2 separate regions of the Sus scrofa genome follow, and region 2 is linked to region 1. Evidence: chromatin contacts called from public HiChIP or PLAC-seq data. All regions are on one chromosome and are shown on one strand. The core of a region is the stretch at or near the end of the contact, and the rest is flanking DNA. Distances in the headings are between cores, read along the strand shown.

Evidence for each region. HiChIP or PLAC-seq counts read pairs in DNA pulled down with a chosen protein or histone mark.
Region 2: an H3K27ac HiChIP or PLAC-seq map of alveolar macrophages shows a contact between it and region 1. The contact joins two enhancer-like sites. A contact is called at or near these places in 2 of 2 datasets of contacts at active chromatin or transcription factors (alveolar macrophages and skeletal muscle).

Annotation. Positions count from the first base shown.
Region 1 is chr16:30,249,046-30,253,909 of Sscrofa11.1, reverse strand. The region is part of intron 1 of LOC106506480 (a long non-coding RNA gene); the gene reads left to right. Among named protein-coding and RNA genes, the nearest start is that of PARP8, 53 kb to the left of the region's middle. Within about 2 kb of position 2,014, at least 17 of the 83 cell types and tissues checked have an H3K27ac peak or open chromatin away from gene starts, as enhancers often do. A contact at or near this core is called in alveolar macrophages, where this site is marked.
Region 2 is chr16:30,383,788-30,388,651 of Sscrofa11.1, reverse strand. All of the region lies in intron 3 of PARP8 (poly [ADP-ribose] polymerase 8), which reads right to left. Among named protein-coding and RNA genes, the nearest start is that of PARP8, 81 kb to the right of the region's middle. Within about 2 kb of position 2,746, at least 1 of the 83 cell types and tissues checked has an H3K27ac peak or open chromatin away from gene starts, as enhancers often do. A contact at or near this core is called in alveolar macrophages, where this site is marked.

The DNA.
Region 1 (4,864 bases), core at 765-3,264:
TTTATATTTACCTTTACTTTTGGCAAGAAAGATTTAAATATTTCTAGCTCATTATTTCAGAACTCAATATTATTTCACTGCTAACCCTGATCTAATCTATGTTCTTATGTTGTCTTATGCCCCTATAATTGATTCAGTGACTCAGCAAGAGGCTTAATTTCTTAACAACTTGGGCCATGTGTTAGTTTTGTTATATCTCAGCCATTTTTCCCAGTAGTTTTGTACCACACCTCTGCCTGTCCACCTTCTATTTACTAACACAATTTCTAACACAATTCAAGTCAGTTTTACTCTTTGAAATACCTAATTTTAGGCCCTGCACAGATAGTTTGCCTGGGTTTGCACTGGTTTTTGGTTGTTAACATCCTTGGATTCTGAAAACATCATCTAAACTCTCCATCACCTCCAGCCAGGCCTATTCTCCCTGAGTCTGCTTTATAAGTACAGATTTCATTTCAAGTTCCAACTTCTTCACATCTAGTCCATTTCATGACAGTTAGAGAAGGTGTGCACTAATGTATGACAAATGGTAATTTAGGAGAGAAAACTGTTAATTCAGGGGGAGTTCAGGGAAAGCATTTTGAAGCAGAGTCAAGTAAGATCAGTTCTGATGATAGATAATTTATAGAGCATGTGGATGATGGAATGATGAAGTGGAAAATAAAGTAGCTATATACGACATTCCAAGTAGAAACAGTGTATGCAAGAACACAAAGGCAAGGAATGAGAGGGCCTTGACAAAGACAGAGAAATAATTCAGATTGTTTGGATCATCAGTGGGGCGGGTGGTGCTGGGCTATGGAAATAGTGGTTAATGTAGCAGAGCATAAGCACTGTTGGGAAACGTGACACAAACTGGGTGACTCATGCACAAGGTGACCATTCAACAAGGGGTGTGGCTTCTCACTTATAAACAGGGCTGAATGTCACTGAATGTTAAGGTCATCCTTCAGTTAAAATCTTACTGAAATTATATTGACCTCTGATGACCTTCAGAGAGCACCAGCCAGATGGATTGATGGTAAGAGAAATCTGAAAGGGCAACAGAGCAAATCTGTGCATGAATCCCTACCATGTCATTTATCTATGGCTTCAGCTCCATCCAGTGATTTGTTTGTTCTCACTATGGTCAAAACCCTAGGTACAACCCTATTGGAACTATAAATCCAGTCATAATAAATGACAAAGGGCATTCAAGCAGAAGCAAGAAGCAAAATATTTTACAAGTGTAAAGATCAACGGCATTAGCCCTTGCCCTTCCAACAAGCTTCCCCAATATTTTCATGACGCAGCCCTGCCTGCCTTCCCTCTAGTTGAGTAGGCTTCTACTATTTGCTAGTTTCCCTAATGGTGATTACTTGAGTCTCTGGTCCCCAAACTGATTCATCCTGTTCATTGAGAGCTGTCATTTTTAGACTACTACTAATACATATAAAAGAAGCTGAGTTTTTATCAGGTAATAATAAATAATTGAGAAATTGTCTTAGGCAGAGTTTCCTTACCTGGGGATTAGTTAAGTACAATATGAGAAAGGCCCAAAGAAATAACAACTATATTACAAAGAATATAAAAATACTTGGAGCCCGGAAATCATAAGTTTACCAACTAATTCGGTGACTTGGCTGCTTTTTCTCACCTGAATGGTAATGGTCTTCTTTAAAAAAAGCTTTTAATTTACATCACAAGGGGAAAGAGCTGAGTACACATTAGAGAAAGCTGATAGCAATCATCTCAAGTTTCAGTTTCTATTTTCTGTAAATTAACTGTCGTTTTTGTAAACAACCTTTTAATGTCTTCATAAAAGTGTTTCTAATCCTACTGGTTTAGCTACTGTATCAAATAAATAGCCAATTCCATTGGGGAAGGATTAAAGCTCATAAGTGAGAATCAATATTTCATTTGGATAATGGCTACAAAAATCCCAACTGTCAAAATAAAAGCGAGATTAAAGCCATGATAATAACTCAGAAGACAGAGTGAGGCAGAAGTGTGAACTAAGGGAAATGACTCAACACATTCAGGAACATAAAACTGTGGCCTCAATTCCTTCTGACAGCTGTTGTGCTATCTGCCCGCTACCCACGTAAAGTGTATAAACAAAGCACATGAAGGGGACCAGGATGACGTGTGGTCAAATGCTTTCTGGGCAATGGATCTGTCTCAGTATTATCTTATTAGTCAGACTGCACTATGGGAATTTTTATTATTCCTGTAAAGCAGTGTGGTCTAAATGAATGGAGCACTGAACTCTCAGCCAGAGACTTGAGTTCTGTCTAGTTCAGGATATGTCACCAACTTGTTATGTGATTTTCAACAAATGGCTTCATTTCTCTCAACCACTTTTTTGGTAAAAATCCCCTGCTTTCCTTCAGGGGGCTGTGAGATGCTTGGTGAGATGGAGGCAACATGGTCTAAATGATACATGTGTCTAAAAGCAGCTGCTAAATTACTTAAACTGGGTAGAACAACACATTCTAGAGGAAGGTGGGCTGCATGAGAACATGTGGAAAGTGGGTACGCCATGGAAATTCCACATGGCCTATCAATTCTTCATTGATCCACACACCCTGAGCACCTGCATGTGGCAGGAACAATGCAAGATGCTAAGAATATCTAGGTGAAAAACGTCATTTCTGCTCCTATTGATTCTGCAGGCTTAAGGAACAGAACTGGTTTTATTTTCCTCCAGTCCCTTTGACATAGGCGAACTGAGACAAAAAAAAAAAAAAAAAAAAAAAAAAAAAAAAAAAAAAAGAAAGAAAGAAAAGAAAAAAGTCTGCATGTTTGGAAGAAAAGGACCTAACTAATTTCTAGAAAAAAAGAATTATGTTTAGAGTAGGATGGGGTACCCCAGAGAAGGAACAGAGAGACAGTGTGTGAAAAAGTTTAGAAAACGATGAGGTGTAACAGAAAGTACTGTGAGGTTATATGTAGGAGTTTCTGGGCTACTATGCTTCTGTTGTGAAGAGGACTTCCTTCATCCAGACTGTGTCATAGTTCTTTGCAAGAGGTTTTTGGTTGGTTTGTTGGGGGGAAGTATCCCCTTCCTTTACTCATCCACCTCCCTCCACCCCGAGTGATGTTTATTAAGATAATATTTTAAAAGGATATATATTCTGCACATCTCTCCTAGAGGATGAGAAAGCATTAAAGAAAAAACAATGCAAGATTTGGTGCTGTTACCTGAGGGCCTAGAGCAAGGAGGTGCAGTCACAAGGCAAAAATATCCCAAGGTAGTGGCTGATATGATTAGATGTAGTGGCTTTTAACTATATGCAAATGAGAAGATAGCTGTGAACGCCTACAGCAAAGGCAATAGTATTATGCAAATATAAACCTGGACTATAAAAATGTATGATGAATTGAGGTGTTATGAAGGGATTCTAGTATTAGACCTAGTATTAGACCAGAAACCAAGAAACATGAGCTTCTGATTTCTCATTAGAATGAAGGAGTTGCATTTACAATCCCCCGGGGTCCCTTTTAGGCTCTGTAGGTTCTGAGTAACTAGTCATAAAAAAGTAAGAGGGACACAAACAGTCCAGTTTCAAACCAAAAAATAAAATGGGAAATTAAATAAATTACTTCTGCCCTAACGATTGTTATTTTTTTTAAAGCCACATGATACTGTGTTGTACAATGAGTAGAGGCTCCAGAAATGAGACCAAAAACAAAGAAAATAGATTTCTGTTGATAGAGGTAGTGTGAAAACAGACAGACAACATGGCTGCAAATGAAACAAGATTCATAAAGAAAAAAGGGCCGATACCATGGCTTTTGTTTAGGAAAGAGGTTTTATCTACATCCAGCAGTAGAAAGGTAGAAATAGGAAGATAATATAGGGATAAATCAAAACGGAAAAGGCTCAAAGAAATGAGGTTAACAGGCCCAATGCAATGGACCCTAAGGCCTGGAAGAACAGTGGCAGGGAAATAATGATAGGACTTGAGACCAGCAGAAGCAGCAGAAAGCAAGAAATTGAAGGCAGTGGAAGGGAAAGAAAATTACTATTATTATCATTATTCAGTATTTTCCATGCAACCAAGATATTTTACATTCACCTCTTGAGAATGTGGTGTTTTCTTTTGAGAGGAGGCAATGAGATTTTCTAATGGCATATTCTTAAGGTAAATATGAAGTGTTATTTGAAGATAATTTCCCTTGCATCTAGAAGTTATTCAAAGGAGATTTTAGTTGCATCTCAGGGAAAAGAGAATAGAGTAGAATTAAGTAAAACAACTTCTGAAGCCAAATAATAGCAAAATACAAGCAATACAACAGGACATAAGATAAAAGTCCATGGATTGTATATATGCACTAACAGATTGGATTGCTACAAGAAAAGAGAGAAAACCAAAAAGAAAAGCAAGTAGCAAGTCAATAACAAATACCAATACATCTGGATAAAACTGTGATGGCTACACTGTATTTTCAGAAATGTTATCTCAATTGAACTTTAAAACTGCCTTGTGATGGAAGATGGCACCTTTCCTGATAATGTCAAAATTCATTTCTCAAAACTTGAAAAACTGGCAGTAGCACATTAAAGATGAACAAATTCCAACAGAAATAGGAATACACTTAAAGTAGAGGACATACCTTTAAAACATCTAAAAATTTTTGTTGGACAGATAGTACTTATTCATTATAGTAAAAAAAAAAAATTAGAAAATACTGAAAAGGAGAGATCACCTCTAAACTCACCACCCTTACTATGGGAATTTTCAAAAATTTATAAGACGGTGAATATAATGAATCCCCTTGTAGGACCACGCATGTTTAACAATTATCAACATTCTGACAATCTTGTTATCTATTGCCTCACTCTGTCCCAACACATACAGTGTGACAAGTGGTACTGAAA
Region 2 (4,864 bases), core at 1,497-3,996, 130 kb before region 1:
GTGCCCAGGTCATACATATTTTCCACCTTTTTCATTTTCAAATCTTCAAAATGAGGGTGATACTTCAATTATTACCTCCTGATAGCATCAGCTGAAATGCAATGACATGATATAGGGGAAGATCTTGGGACATGCTTCCCAAAATGGAAGCACCAGTTGTTTTCACAAAAGAGTAAACATGTTAGCATTTCAAGCTGATCAGTAATTTGAATAGTTTACTTGTCAGGAGAGCACCACACATGAAAGTCTTTATTTAACCTTCTCCTCTCTTGAAAGGACAGAAGAAGGAATGTCAGTTCGCCTAGACAGAAGAAGCAGAGGTACGGAAAATGTTTGAGAAGGAATTTGGTGCAACATTAACTTTCTGTGCAAGGAATAAGCATACTTTATCCAAGGTCTCCAGTGAAAACCCTGTGTGTGTATCCCCCTGCCTTCTTCTGTATTGGTCAACAGGAGGACAAGGTCACCAAGTTCTCATTGCAGGAGACCAATCTTTTCCACCAAGGAAATAAGTAGTTGATATAAAGTTATGTATAAATAGCCACAAAGGTTAAAGGGTGAAGACGCTTGCCCAATAAACACTGAGTTTCTCAATAACATGCCTGTTCCCATTTTTCAAGGCTTATTTTGATAAATTTTATTTTTGCTTTTTTTAGGGCTGCACCTGCAGCATATGGAAGTTCCCAGGCCAGGGGCAGAATCAGAGCTGCAGCTGCTGGCCTACACCACAGCCATAGCCAATGCCAGATCCGAGCTGAGTCTGCAATCTATACCACAGCTCGGGGTAATGCCAGATCTTTAGCCCAATGAGTGAGGCTAGGGATCAAACCTGCATCCTCATGGATACTCCTCAGGTTCGTAACCCACTGAGCCACAACAGGAACTCCTTATTTAAAAAAATTTTAAAGTTATATTTTCAGCAAGTGAAGTAAAGGGATCAAACATAATGGTGTTATTTTGTTTGATTTTAGGGAAGTGGCTGAGTCAGCAACTTTCTATGCTTTAAATACCGTATTATAGGCCAAACGTTTAGACTTCTAAGTAAACCATCTTCTCAACAAGGATGAACTTGAAAGACCTAAGTCTAACTTTGAATAGTAACCTAGATGCATTATTTATGGTATTAATGTACCATATGGTACAGGCAAAATCATTCTTTTATACTGCTTTAGTCAAATGCAAAGGCCAACAGTATATTTAAATAAAGTCCTGGAGTTCCCATCGTGGTGCAGTGGTTAACGAATCCGACTAGGAACCATGAGGTTGCAGGTTCGGTCCCTGCCCTTGCTCAGTGGGTTAACGATACGGCATTGCCATGAGCTGTGGTGTAGGTTGCAGACGTGGCTCGGATCCCGCGTTGCTGTGGCTCTGGCGTAGGCCGGTAGCTACAGCTCCGATTGGACCCCTAGCATGGGAACCTCCATATGCCGCAGGAGCGGCCCAAAGAAATAGCAAAAAGACAATAAAAAAAAAAAAAAAAAAAGTCCTGTTTCTCTTTCTTTAATCATAACCAAAAATAAGAGGAGGTCACAAATGCGATCCCAGCAGGTCATGAATAGTGGATAAAGCGTGCCAAGTCACCACCATTAAATTAATTATATATATTACCTGAAAACTACATTAAATTTACTTACATATACAAATGTATGTATACATATATATATACATATATATATATAAATTTCCATATTTCTTCCTCCAAAGTTTAATGTCTAGACTTTTCTTGTCTGCACAGTTTGCAACTGTAACTGATTCAATACTTTTTTGATAAAAAATATTCACTAAAATGTAGATGCCTTTACCTTCACCATTTTACATCTAGGTTCATGTTAGAAATAGCTGTAAAAAGCCTAAAGCTTCTAGAAATGATTTGCACAGCATGTCAAGGATGAAAAGTCTAATACAATGGAATAAAGCCTTACTTCTATGACTGAAGTAGTAGAGGCAAGAAAACATGTTTTAAGAAAACATTATATTCAGAGGGACAACTGCAATAAATCCTAAGATATTACCTCACTGACTTTCTCCAATAAAGATACATGAAATCAGTTGTTTCCAAGATAATTTTTTGTAGAATACCAAATGTGATTCTTAACACCACCTAAAGATATTGCAGGATCCAGCCAATCTACAGGTCTCATCCTCTTGCATCACTCTCTATGCTCCAACAAAAAGGACTGACTCTTTCAGTTCTTAGCCATGCCTTGCCTCCTGTGCCTGGAATTCTCTCTCCCTCCACCTGTCCTTTTTGCCTTGTGAATGCATTCCCATCCTTCAGATCTCAAAATGTCACCTCCTAGGGCAAAACTTTCTGATCAATCTTCCCAGACTTGGACAGATCTTACACAGAGCAGACACAGTTTGTAATTTTACACTTATTGGCATGACATTAACACTGCTTCCCCCATGAAATCTATTAAGATTGAAAGGCACCTGTTTTCCTCAGCATCTGCCATATATCTAACACATAGTAGGAATACTGTCATTATTTGTGGAATCAACTTTTATTTAAAATGTATACATCCTTTGAGCTTCCAATCTGGAATAACCTTTCTCACAAAATTACATAGCAAACATGATTTCATTTACAACCTGAAGAGCACAGGAGAAAGAGCACAGGCTTTAGAATATTGCCTAGAAGAGCCACATGAACCTGAGAAAATTAGGCTGGTTAGCTTCCTCCTGTTTACTTGTTAGGTGAGATAACATCTAGTTCCTCATCTTGTCCAGAGGATCACATGGAAGATGACATGCAAAAGAAAGCAGCTTGCAGGATGAGAGGAGATGAGCAATGAAGATGATTTCTAAACTCCCTTTCATCCTCCACATTCAAGAATGAGAAGATGTAGAATAATTCTGTAACGGACATCCACAAGGCCTCCTCACTCTCCATCCTCCTCCTTCCCCTCCTGCAGCACGAGGAAGCTCTTGAATTTGCAGGAGGAGAATCCCTCCTCTCATCCAGAGAGATCAGCCAACCAGAATTGCTGATCCCTCTCCTAAAGTAGAGAAGTCACCTGGCCTACGCTTGGGCATCAGTGGTTGGTTCAGAGGGATTCATTCAGAGTAAACCTTAGAACTTTAATGGTTTTGGGAAGTGACACTCACTCCTCCTTTTTGTGAATGAGGAAACACGTAGCCGTAGTTTCTGCTGGTAGTCTAATACTCATGGTGAACAGAGAAAGGTAGAGCTTAGAAAATTTCAGAGACAGAGGCAGAGCCCTAATGAAAATAAATCTACATCTGGTCATCAAGGAACTTTTCATAGCAGGAACAAAGAACTTTGTTTTTACAGCTTAAGTCCGCATAAAAGATGTTTCTTACAACCAAAATCATCCTAATTTGAACATGGACCTATTAAACTGCTTGAGTTATTTTAATGTAATAACTAATAGACATATATCCTTGATTTAATTTCATGATTTTTGCCTAATTATTTGAAAGTAGAGAATACACTAGTGATTTATTTAGGGTTTTAAATAACAGTCATAACTTTTATAGAACTGATGACCTGAAAGCATCATTAGACATTAGATGACCTGAAAATACATTAGATATTATACAATAAAATTTGCATGCTATTTATTGTTTTTTCTGTTTGTCAAAGACAATTTCCTTTAGGGTATAACATTTTTTTCCTTGTCTTTAAATGATTTTTTTTTTTTGGTTCTAAATGGGCATCTGATTTCTTATTTTATTTTGATACTATATGTATGTAAAATTGGATGTAGAAATCTGCAATTCCACCCACTGTTTTTCTTGCTTCTTTCTGGACTATAGTCTTTTGGGAGGTCAGCAATGAAATAGGAAAGTAGTAACACTTTCAGACTGTAGAATAATATTTCTAAGTGCTTACTGAAATCAATTAGCCTTTCACTCTTCATTAAGCTTTTGAAAAATGATTTATTCTCACAAGATTAATGTGGAAAGTACAATTATTTGAAAACAAGGGTAATGTATTTAAATCTGACATATTTTGACCACAAAGTTAATTGATTACTAGATATTCAATTAGGAAATGCAATTCATTCTTAAGCCAGTGAATACGTAACTAAAAGACAGCCTCTGAGAAACAAATATTTAATACAAAAAGAGCCATGTGGATGGTTTTACCAAGGAAAGGTGGCAGTTTAACAAAACAGGATTAGAATACCTGTTCTGAATGTACATCTAAACTCAGCACCAGTATGTGGACTTTTCCTGTGGAAGCAGAATCAAGGCAGACTCTGCTGACCGTAGATCTAGTGCAATAAGAATTACACATTTAATGGCAGCTATTTGCTTAGCTGCTGTTGTTATTCCTGTTTTAATATTCAACTTTCTGACAGATGAGGAAGATTCATCTTTTTGGTGGTGGGGGGGGCTCTAACTTTCAATTTTGTGGACACCGCTTTTGGAACCTAAAAGGAAACATTTTTAAAGAGCATCTAATTCTCACTGATGACTCCAGAATTCTGAAATTCCTCATGAGTCTCCTTACTTTTCATGGCCATAGAGTTATTTCACTGGTTCAATAAGGGCCTGCCCTCTCCTGCTACCAGGATATTATTGGACAAATCGATCGTGTAACCAAAGCTATCCTTAGAATATCATATTTTTAAATGATTTGCGTTTAATCAGAAATGACAAGCAACTGTGGAGGGACAAGGACTGACTTTTATGTGAAACTAATGCCTACAAACCCCTGCCAGGAAAATTGCCTGGTAGATAGATTCTCAGAGTTATAGAGGGTGAGAGAGGTCACTTTCTGACAGGACAGGACTCTTAGCAAATGTTGGGAGCCTCAGCCACACAGCTATTCATCCAATTACATAGGTACTGAAGGTGAAATGTGTCTTAGAGTACATCTTCTTTTTGTTCTTCT